Regions from separate parts of the Zea mays genome. Here region 1 is linked to region 2. A link is a contact called in public Hi-C data. All regions are on one chromosome and are shown on one strand. Each heading gives the region's core, a stretch centred on a gene start, on an enhancer-like site or on the middle of the called end of the contact. The rest is flanking DNA. Distances are from core to core; before and after follow the strand shown. Region 1 has its middle 8.3 kb from the start of LOC100274409. Region 2 holds the start of LOC100217270.

The links. Hi-C and Micro-C count contacts between places; a contact is called where the count stands out from the background.
Region 1: a contact with region 2 is called in a Hi-C map of leaf, with 6 times the contacts expected there. The contact joins the enhancer-like site here to the promoter of LOC100217270 in region 2. A contact is called at or near these places in 13 of 25 Hi-C or Micro-C datasets (bundle sheath, ear, endosperm and 4 more) and 1 of 3 datasets of contacts at active chromatin or transcription factors (seedling).

What each region holds. Positions count from the first base shown.
Region 1 is chr1:278,427,160-278,429,859 of Zm-B73-REFERENCE-NAM-5.0, forward strand. No RefSeq gene overlaps it. Among protein-coding and RNA genes, the nearest start is that of LOC100274409, 8.3 kb to the right of the region's middle. Within about 2 kb of position 1,377, at least 18 of the 20 cell types and tissues checked have an H3K27ac peak or open chromatin away from gene starts, as enhancers often do. A contact at or near this core is called in bundle sheath, ear, endosperm and 3 more, where this site is marked.
Region 2 is chr1:278,288,616-278,291,315 of Zm-B73-REFERENCE-NAM-5.0, forward strand. LOC100217270 reads right to left here and starts at 1,266. Exons shown (of 3, transcript NM_001143622.2): 1 at 742-1,266; 2 at 476-636; 3 at 1-253. The coding sequence starts at 1,053.

The DNA of each region.
Region 1 (2,700 bases), core at 127-2,626, 140 kb after region 2:
ATCCTAGTAAGAAAATTATAGAGAAAGGGTGCATGGTGATGCAAATTGCATTTGCACTTTGTTGCCTCGTTAAAAACCTTATGTGGGGAACTTCAGAAAAGCCACCTAGGGGAAAAGAGTACAACAGTTATCATCGGGACAGATTTCGATCATCTAGATCTGGATTCCATTGAATCTTCTACAAGGGCTAGCACTAGAAATGTGCTCCCTTTGATCCTTGCAAAATCGTCTCAATGTGGAAAAACACCTTTTCTATAAGTATATGCACACAGAGATTTAGCAAACGAATCACATATTGTTGCAAGGATTATTTCAGAAACTTCACCCCAACTCACTTCTAGAATACACAAGCCAAGTGCACATATCAACATAAAAAGTCACTTTGACTAACGATGTTTAATCGACTGGATCTACATATATCTAATAGAAACTTTCATAAAGGTTGACATATTGATCATCAAGCTGACACCTTCAGGGCATACAACATGATATTCAATGTCCCGCAATTGTGATTGATATTAAGCATTCGCTCCCGTGACAATGACATATGTCAAATTCATTATCCCTCGTAACTCAAACATATTCTTCAAAATATGTGTCTCATTGTTCATCAAGAAAATGAGGATGAATGAGGTTGGGATGTGGGGGATGAATATCTCCTGGGTCCCCGTTGTTGAGAAACCCTAATGAAGGGTTATGTGGGCAAATACCGAATATAGCCCTGAGGGCTATCGCGTCTCTATATATAGAACATGTACCCCTCATATGGAATGAAGAACAGAAAGAGGCCAGATGCCCAACCATATATCATGTGTCTCGTGTGTTTCCTCTGTCGTGCTTATGGGAAGGGAGACGGGTTATCTACAGTTTCTCGCGCCTCTACTGCTGACGGGAGGGAAGGGAGCGGATCTAGCGATCCGTGGTAACGTAGTTCTCAACACGTTATCAGCGCGCTCTACCTCGACGTTGCTGCGAGATCTGATCTGCGTCAACTCTTCGTCACGCCGGCAGGTCTCTGGCCTTGCCGAACTGTCCTACGCGACAGGCTTCGTTTCCATTCGCAGAATCAAGAAACATGGTATGAAATATATAGATCTACTATTCGTCTTAAAAAAACAGAACAGTGGTGACGACTCTGCTGGCCGCGCCGCGCGTACGACCTGATAGAGAGCCCGGAGCATATGAGCTCGATGTGACCCCGCGTCTCTTGCCTGCATCCTCACGCATGCAGCCGATCCTTGCGCCTGAAGCGGCTCTGGCCGTCATGCAAAGACTAGTCCGCGTGGGGAGAAAAGAACGGATCGTGTGGGCAGTTTCTGGCCGAGCAAGGCCACATGAACTCCACTAATTGGTCCAATATCATGTGTGGGGCCCAGTGACTTGCATGCTTGCATGCATTCTATCTTGATGGTGCGTGTGGCACATACATGCACGACTGCACTGCATGCAAGTCACGAGCGGGTCATCCGGCTAGATAAACAATGCGGCCCCATTTCCATTTCTTTGACCAGGCATGACGTGCGGCTGAAAAAAAAATCAAAAAATGAAACATATGCTATTAACTCTATTTATTCTATGTTGCAAATAAAAATAGAATAAAAACTTGTTTTATATTGCAGTTTCATCCATAATCAATTATTTCTTGCAGTAAATAATTAGTGGAAAAATGCATGTGAAGACTATGTTGAGCATTTTTATACGCTCTAAATATTTATGATGTGTTGAGCTTTTGGAGTCACGTCGAGTGATTAAATTGTATAATGGGTACTCAGACACGCCGATCAGGCTGCGTTGGTAATCGGCTGAGTTATGACATTAGTTGAATATTGACTGCGCCCTGGCAACACGACGCAATATTTGTGACGTTCGAACTTGGCTGCGTCATGTGATTGCTATGTCGCGCTCTCCATTAATCGGATCGCTCCCGGTGAGTTAGACCGTCATCGCTGAGTCGCGTATTTTTTGCATGCCTTGTAGGCACTGTCTGTCTGACGCAAGCCAAAATTGCGCCTGTTGCGCACGTTGCGTGGATTTATCGTGTACCCCAATTACCGAGCCATAACTGTGCCTGTTGCGCTTATTACGAAGGCTTGCTATATTGTCGTAGCCCTGATGGCCGCAACCGTGTTGCCGCCAGATACGCTGGAGCTTGTACTCGCGGAATGTGGTGGGTTATCCAAGCCCCTGAAGTCACAGCATAGTGCAACCTTCGTAAATAATTTCGTTTAGCTCTATATTTTGTTTGACATGTGTTGTGTGGCTTAATATATTTATATATATCGCCAAGTGGCCATAACAACTTTGACAAGCTCTATGGTGCTTGTAAGATCTGGGAAGTTAATGAAATACCTATGAAACACAAATAAATAATCTCTGCTCTCTCCTCATACATAAAGTTTTACCCGAAGTAACCCGAAGATATATAATATAATGCATGAAAGCCTTTTTGGCATAGAAGACATCACAAATTGAGATTTTATTAGTAAGCAATAAGACCTTGTCAGATGAATAAATGCTAGAATCTCAGTCATACATTGCTCAACCAGATGTTGGCACATTCCTATTTGTCGCTGAACGACATGAAGCGAACCTTGAGATAAATGGCTAGTACATTAGCAACACGAAGTTGCGAGTACATCGAAAGGTAATTCTGAGAATTTTTTCACAACGTTGGTGTGAAAAAACATTGTGTGTTCTCAT
Region 2 (2,700 bases), core at 16-2,515:
CTCGTCGCTCACCAGGTGGATGCCCTTGGCGGCCACGAAGTCCACCAGCATCTCCAGGTCGGCGCGCGGCGACGTGGTGCCCAGCGGGTTGGAAGGGTTGGTGATGAGCACGCCCTTGACGCGCAGCCGCAGCTTCTGCGCGCGCCGGTACGCGTCGTCCAGCGCGGCGCGCGTCAGCCGGAAGCCGTTGCCGCTCGTGCAGTGCACGGGGACGATCTCCGCGCCGGTGCGCCACTTGAGGTCACGGTCGAACCTGCAGACAAGAGCAAGCAGGCCCAGTCAGCAGCCGTTCCCATCCATCGTTCGTCATGTCATCGTGTGCTGTGGTGGGCCTAGCTATTAGTGTACTACTACTACTTTAATAGCAGTAACGTGCATCGCGGCGACACCCAGACGCCGCCCCGCCGCCACTTGCACGTTCCCTACTGCAAGTACTTGCGGCGACGAGTAAGTACAAGGCAACACACACACATACCCTGGGTAGTATGGCGTGGGGATGAGAAAGGCGTCTCCGTGGTCGGCGAGGCAGAACATGAGGGCCTCGTTGGCCGAGGTGGCTCCGGCGGTGAGCACGATGTTGCTGGGGTCGAAGGTCACCCGGTACCCACGTTGCTCCGACATGAACCTCGCCAATGCCTGCGGGAATCACGCATTCATGTGCGCGAGAGAGGTCAGACTGGTTCGGCATGCCGTGGCTGGCTGCCTGCCTGCCTGGGAATGAGTAAGCTAGCAGGCACTCACATTCTTGAAGGCCGGCATGCCGTGGTAGTCCTGGAAGAGCGCGAGCTCGCGGAATACAGAGGCGCCTCCCCGGCGGAGGCCGAGCGCGTCCGGGTTGGCCTCCAGCCACGCCTCCAGCAGGTCGAAGGACAGCTGGTTCTCGGCGAGGCCCATCTGGATGATGCCGCCGGGGTTGGCGACGGGGTCGTATGGGTTTTTCTCATACTCCTCCCACCCCAGGAAGTAGGACGAGTCCTGGCCGTGGCTGTTGCAGGCGGCCTTCTTGGACAGCAGCTGCGGCTGCGGCTTCTCGTCGGCGATCATGCTCACCATGCTGCCACGTCACTCACGTAGCTTTGGCGCGCGCGCGTTTCTGGCTGGGTCGTTCGTTTGAAACTGGGGGGCGGCGTCAGGCACAGACACACAGTGTGTGTGTGTGTGTGTGGTGACTGGCGAGCGAGCGAGCGAGCTAGCTAGCGAGAGACAACAGAGATGGCCAGTTGGCGAAGGAGGGAGAGAGAGGCAGAGGAATGAAGCTAGCTGTTGATCAGCTGGTGGTTTTGGTGACCCCAAAACGCGTCTATATATAGCAGCAGCTAGCAGCAGGTGCCGAGCTCAGAAGCCTGCAGCACAAGTGCGAGAGTGCGGTGCTGGACAGGGACAGGGACCGCGGATTTTTCCTTTTATTGCTGAATTTCAGTTGAGGAACAGAGGACTCGTTCAGGGAGGTGTTAACATCGCGGGTTCAGCATGCGGACAACGCGGCGAGAGCAGACTAGAGTACACAAGTTGTATTAGCCTATTATAGCAGATGACTGCCTGCGGGCTGGGGTCAAACAAGTAGGCTTATATCATTTGGAAGGGGAAGATACCCGTTTGGTACTCACCGCTCTCATATCCTTCTCCGACTGAAGCCTTTTAGAGCCTGTTTGCTTGCGACTGCGGCGTAGCTGTTTGTATAGTGCATGGCAGAGGTAATCTAATACATACATTAAAAAAAAGTCCCGTGATGATAATATATCATTACACTGAATAAGTTTAATGACATATGTGCCCTATACGTCATACTCAATGTTTTGATTTTTTTTGACATTGCTACAATATATATGACAGTAATGACACGGCTGGGTGTCGGAGCGAAGGCCGAACTCAACCTCGATCGGGTATTTCCCGACCACACTTAACCACGTTTGGACACATGGCCCGCAACGTCCGAAGACATCGTCTGAAATCGAAATGGGTGAAAGCATCTAGTGACAACGTAATGGGTGAAAAATATCGATAGAGATTAATGACAACGTAATATTATATGACTAACGTGTGTTTTGAAGAGCAAATGGCAAGTTAGGTCACATTGCATGAAGTTGCACTACAACGATAAAACAATCCCTCGGATGAGAACTTGAAGCGACGGCGGAAAAAGGCGAAACAAAAGATGAAGGACTTTATATTCTAAGTGTCGAAGGAGTTGTTGACACTTGGTATAAAGTTAGGACTTCTATTTTTATTTTAGCCGTACTATAAAGAGTGGTTGTGGATGAGTAGTTTGACCAAGAGAAATCTAATATAGTGTTGGTGTTCATACTCACAACTAGTGCTAGGTGTCACTCGATAACTCACTCACAAGTTAAAACGAAAACGGTTTAGAAAAATCTAAGGAAGAGAACTTTGACTTGCTGACCTAGGGGCATCAGACTGTTCGCTGTGCACCGGACTGTCTGGTGCTCCCCCTGACAGTGAGCACAAGAATGCCCCGAGAGCAACCCTCTGCCCCCGTAGAAACCCGAGAGCGCGCTGTTCGCTGGCTCGATATTTAGCCAGGCACCGGACTGTCACTGTTTACTGTCTGGTGCGCTGTCAGAACATCGACTAACTATCAAAACTAGCCGTTGGATGCACACCGGTGGCGCACCAGACTGTCCGGTGCGCCCATGCGTAGTAGCCTATAGTAACGACTAGTTTTGGTTGGTGAAGGTATTT